Regions from separate parts of the Rattus norvegicus genome. Here region 1 is linked to region 2. A link is a contact called in public Hi-C data. All regions are on one chromosome and are shown on one strand. The core of a region is the stretch at or near the end of the contact, and the rest is flanking DNA. Distances in the headings are between cores, read along the strand shown. Region 1 holds the start of Baz1a (bromodomain adjacent to zinc finger domain, 1A). Region 2 has its middle 39 kb from the start of Cfl2.

Region 1 (2,700 bases), core at 23-2,522, 160 kb before region 2:
TTCAATTCAAAAGTCCCAAGTCTTATAAGAATTAAAATTGTTTTAATTTATGAAAGTTACCTATATGGGAAAATTGTTTTATGAGACATTTCAGTGGTAAATTCAACATCATTAAGATTCTAATTGAACTAAACACTGACCTTAAAGTTACTTATAGATTATAAGTTACTTACACTTTTTAAATTCTGTGTTTAGTTTTAAATATGTGGGGGAATCATATAAATGTGATGACATTTCAAACTTTTGCCTTTTCCTGAGCTATCAAACTCTTTGAATTGTAAGTATTAAGACAGACTGGTGTCAAGAAAGGTACTTTCTTTCAAGATGGATGTTTACGCATGCAAAATACTTTGAGAGTTTTAGCAACTTCGTTTCTTATTCTTCCCTTCTTCAAAACGCAATTTAAATCGGAACCGGAGTCCCCTTTGCAGTTCAAAAGCTGAGCGCTGGTGGCCCATTGGAAAAGATGAAGGCTTTACTTTGTCAGCCAAGTGTTTAAGGAACACTAGCGCTTTCCCTAGATCTTCTGGCCGATAATCTCAAACATGGAGGATGCTTCTGATTCTTCACGAGGGGTTGCTCCATTAATTAATAATGTAGCTCTCCCAGGCTCTTCGCCCTCTCTTCCTGTATCAGTGACAGGCTGTAAAAGTCATCCAGTAGCCAATAAAAAGGTAGAAGCGAGAAGCGAAAAGCTCCTCCCCACAGCTCTTCCTCCTTCAGAGCCGAAAGTAGCTCAGAAACTTCCCGGGAGCGCGGAGAGGCGGGGAAGTGCCGGCGGGACGCGATCCCCGCGCAGAGCCGGGCAGTGGCAACGCGAGCGGCGGCGGCTGGGAGAGACTCCGGGGCGGGGCGGGCCGGGCCCTCGCGGCGTTCCTCGTGGGAAGGTGCGGCGGCGGGCAAGTGCTCGCAGGTGAGGGGCTCTCCAGCCGGCGTCCGGGGGAACCGGGAACAAAGCGCGGCGGCACCCGGGGTCCGTGGCCGCCTAGCTCCAGAGCGCCTAACTCCGAGCACATTGCGAGTCCCCGGACCGGCGGTGCGGCGGCGGCGGCGGCCCGGAGCGGCGCTTGGGGGAGGGAGCCGCCGCACGCCCGCCGCGGGGCGTCCGCCCCATTGTGAGGCGCCCGCGGGGCGCGCTGGGGCCGCGGCCGCCCGACAGACTCCGCACCCCGGCGGGGAGGAGGACCGGACTCGTCTGTCACACAAAAGGCAGCCGAGCCGCCCCGGAGCTCTCCGACCTTACCGGCTTTCCTTTCCCTCCAATTTGCTAGGGACGCGGGTGGACGTGCGCAGCCGAGAGATGCCGCTGCTTCACCGAAAGCCGTTCGTGAGGCAGAAGCCGCCGGGGGACCTGCGGCCGGACGAGGAAGTTTTCTACTGTAAAGTCACCAACGAGATCTTCCGCCACTACGAGTAAGGCCGGCGCCGGGGCAGCGGGGACGGCCGCCCCCGCGCCCTTTTGTCTGTCTGTCTCCTCTTTCTCTCCGGGGCTCGTGACGGGTGGCCGGGCCGCCCCTCCCCCGCGCTCCGTGACCGCGTGGGGCGGCGGGCAGCGGGCGGCGGGGCCCGCGGAGGCCGGCGACCGCTCAGAGCCACCGCGCTCGCCGGCGGGCGGAAACTCCCCGCCTCGCCCCTCCCCGCCGCGGCCGCACGCGCTCGGCCGCCGGTTCCGGGATCCCCGCCGGGTCAGCCGCGCGCCGCCGCGGTCCCGCAGCCCCGAGAGGGAATCTCTGACCCCGAGGGCAGGAAACGGCCGGCCCCGGACTGGGTTTTCGCGGCCGTGCGTGGCTTCTGACGTTTAGGGTTGGTGGTGGTGGCGGTGGCGGTGGTAGGTGGCTGCCAGGGCTGAGGTGGGGACAGGGGCAGGAGTAGATGCTGGCCCGGCAGAGGGGCGAGGGGTTACTTCGCTGGCCAAGAGGACGGGGCCGGGGGCGTTGGGGTACTGGTGTCGCGAGCGGCGGCCTCGCGTCCCGCGCCGCCTAGGCCTGGGAGTGTGCGACGAGAGCCGCGCTCTGTCACCGCCTCTTCTTGGTGACTAACTCCCGTCCCTGGGGAACTCGGCGTCTCCGCCCCCGGGAGACCGGCGAGGAAGAAGTCGGGCCGAGCGTGGGGAAAGGAGTGGGAGACAGCTGACGCCCCTGGTTTTCCTTTCGAGTAACCTAGAGCTCGGCAGTGGGAGTTGGGGGGGGGGGCGTTAGACAAGTTCAACTCCAGCTTCAGCTTGCCCCCCCCCCCCCACTCCCTCCTCTGGCGCATGTGGGCCGCCTGACATGTGCCACTGCTTTTGTTTTGATAAGAACCCGAAGCTGCTGCACATGTAGCTTCAACTCCCAAGTTTTTAGGTCATTGCTCGGTGTATCTAAGAGTTTCCGTGGCTCAGTGACACGAAGCAGCGACCCATGTTTAAATAGGGACTCTTAAGTGAGAACCCGAGTTGATCCGTCACAGGAACAGCCTGGACACCCCCCCCCCCCCTTTTCGTTCTTTATCCTCCACGCAGACTCTTTGTGGCTTAGAAACAGTATGTTAATAGCAACCAAATAGGTTGTGTGTAGGAGGATTTCTTGAGTGTGGGGGCCTGGGAGAAAGGCCTGATCCAGGGAGGTCTTTAGGCACTCTCTACAGCCACCTGAGAGAAAAGAGTAGTGAGTTGCAAGTAATCCCCACCCTCACCTCCACCCCATCTTCAGCTCCCTAGAA
Region 2 (2,700 bases), core at 12-2,511:
CCTGTGCCACCGGACCCACTTGGTGGGAAGAAACCAGATTCTTTCTCAGAAGTGGTTTTCTGCCCCTCCACTCTGTGCACTGTGGTACACACACACACACACACACACACATACACACACACACACACACACACACACACACACACACACACAATGTTTTTTAAAAATGAGATTGAGCGCTATTGAGAAAAACACTTTATTTTTGACCGGAGCCCCATATGCATATATACTTATGTACAAACAACATATGTATATGTATATATTTGTGTGTGTGTGTGTGTGTGTGTGTGTGTGTGTGTGTGTGTGTTGAGATGGCCCAAGGCAACGAATTGAAATCCCCCACCCCAAAAAAACCATAGTTACCATCGTTACCAAAGAATCTTAAGTTGAGGGTTGGGGATTTAGCTCAGTGGTAGAGCGCTTGCCTAGCAAGCACAAGGACCTGGGTTCGGTCCCCAGCTCCGAAAAAAAGAAAAGAAAAAAAAAAGTTGAGATAAAAACGTTGGGCTAGCTGGTCAGTTCAGCCAGTGCTCGCTTGCCTCCGAGCCTCATGACCTGAGTTTGACCCCTGGAACCCATACGGTAAAGGGGAGGACTTATTTACACAAGCTGTCCTCTGACTTCCACACATGTGCCATGACACATGCACACACATGAACACATTTGAACATAATAAAACCTGTTGATGTTAAGTCAGTGAATATAACACTCACAAATGACCACAGCACATCCATTCAGCTTATCAGCGTTCATCAGATTGAAAAGCAGGGAGGGAAACCAACGGTGGTGGCGCAAGTGCGGAGTTTAAAGTTATCCTTTGGTTACGTCACCAGTTCAAGTTCAGCCTGAGCTACACAGCTCCTATCCCAAAACGAAACAAGAAACAGCAAAAGCGGGACCCTTCCGGGCGTGGGGGCTGTAGTTTAGCTTTGAGGCAGAATGGGTATGAGAAGAGTGTGAGCGGCCACTGCTGTGTTCTCTGCCATGAGATCTTCTTAGAGAGTGACTCATCATGGGGAGATGATCACTGCTAAGAAACCAACCCCCAGCACTACATTTTGCCTCCAATTAATTATGAAAACAGTCTTGCTACAGTTACGGAAAAGGGAGAAGTGTGTTTCACCCTTAGGTTAACCGGACAGCTGTTCACGGAAACAGTTTCCTATAAAGAAGAATTGAGCCCTCCTGCTTGCTCCTCCGGGGCCGGGCTTCCAGTGGGGGCAGGGTGGAGATTTGAACAGCTGCACATTCCCTACTTGGCGTCAAGTGACTGGGAATGGGGTTTCAGCCACTCAGGATGACTTAGTCATCAGCTGGTTAGAGGCAACAATGAGAAGCTTTTGTTTGTGCTTCTGTGTGGGGTACAAGGGACAAAGAACAGCAAATACCCACACACTGCTGTACTGACCCTCATTTTCCTCTCAAAAGCATCCTTAATCATATATATATATATATATATATATATATATATATATATATATATATATTACAATCTTTTTTACTTAAAATCTTATTTAATAATGAATTCTTTCAAAATAAATTATACAAGACAGATAGCTGACTGGGGGTGGGTTTTGCCACCATTGTCTTTTTTCTTTTCTTCTTTTTACTTTTTATTGGGGGGGAGGGTAACATGTCATACAATCTATTTTGACCATGATGTCTGTTTTCCCTATTTATCCTCCTCCCTCCCCATCCAATTTTATGTTCTTTCTTTTTTTATATATAAATATATGTAGTATATAATTTCTTAAATATATATAATAGTTCGTGTGTGCATGTATGGTTAAAAATAGGCTATATACTGCAATGTAGCTGTACACCATTTCCAAATATTTGTCTAGAAATTTCTTTTTCCCCTTCCTTACTAAAAAAGGTTACACATGAATACATTGTAATCAGGAAATAGTTTTGAATTACAGACATATACACAGCCAGTCTTCTATCACCACCCTTGTTCGAACTCCCTCTCCTATCACCCTGCTCTTACAAGAGTTTAAAAGAAACAACCACCACCATGCTGGCTTTGGAAGCTTTTGAACAGAAGGCAGATTCCAAGATCAAAAGTCAGGAGTCACTAAAAGTCAGAGCCTCACTGTGGACACTCAGGAGTCACTAATCATGAACCCCGCTGTGGACACAGCCCTAGTGAGCGCTAAGGAAAGTCATGGCAGTGAGTCTGAATCAGGTCAGTTCCCGGGACATGACACAGGAGCCAGTAATCTCTGGGATTGCTCCTCCCTGCCCTTGCCTCTAGCTAGCTGCTCTCCCTCAGGCATCTCTAGTCTCCCAGCTGTGAGCAGGCACCATCACAGAGCTGTGCAATGAGACCAGGTGTGCAAAACACCAGCGGTCACACTGGGAGGACTCCAGCGATTATTAGCTTTCTGTCCTCCTCCACGTGGACTTTGATGCATCAGAAGCACTTACTGATTTATTTCTAAAGAAGTTCTATTTCTGGGTGTTTGCAGGGAAAAGGATAATCCCATGCCTACCCTGTAATAAAAGGTAAAGGGGTCCTTGTGCTCCCACCGTGAGGCTCAGGGCATGACAGGTCACAAGTAGTAGTATAGAGTTAACTAAAGGAACGGGAAACCAAAAGATGTATGCAGGAATTCTGTTCAGAAAAGAGCATTTAGGATTCAGAAATCCTGTCAACTGTGCTTATATTATAGCTTGGAAACCAGTTAACTAACTGAC

The links. Hi-C and Micro-C count contacts between places; a contact is called where the count stands out from the background.
Region 1: a contact with region 2 is called in a Hi-C map of Schwann cells, with 3 times the contacts expected there. The contact joins the promoter of Baz1a here to the enhancer-like site in region 2. A contact is called at or near these places in 1 of 12 Hi-C or Micro-C datasets (Schwann cells) and 1 of 1 datasets of contacts at active chromatin or transcription factors (oligodendrocytes).

Annotation. Positions count from the first base shown.
Region 1 is chr6:78,216,360-78,219,059 of GRCr8, reverse strand. Baz1a (bromodomain adjacent to zinc finger domain, 1A) reads left to right here and starts at 1,272. Exons shown (of 26, transcript NM_001170568.2): 1 at 1,272-1,413. The coding sequence starts at 1,301.
Region 2 is chr6:78,054,967-78,057,666 of GRCr8, reverse strand. No RefSeq gene overlaps it. Among named protein-coding and RNA genes, the nearest start is that of Cfl2, 39 kb to the left of the region's middle. Within about 2 kb of position 1,261, at least 42 of the 93 cell types and tissues checked have an H3K27ac peak or open chromatin away from gene starts, as enhancers often do. A contact at or near this core is called in Schwann cells, where this site is marked.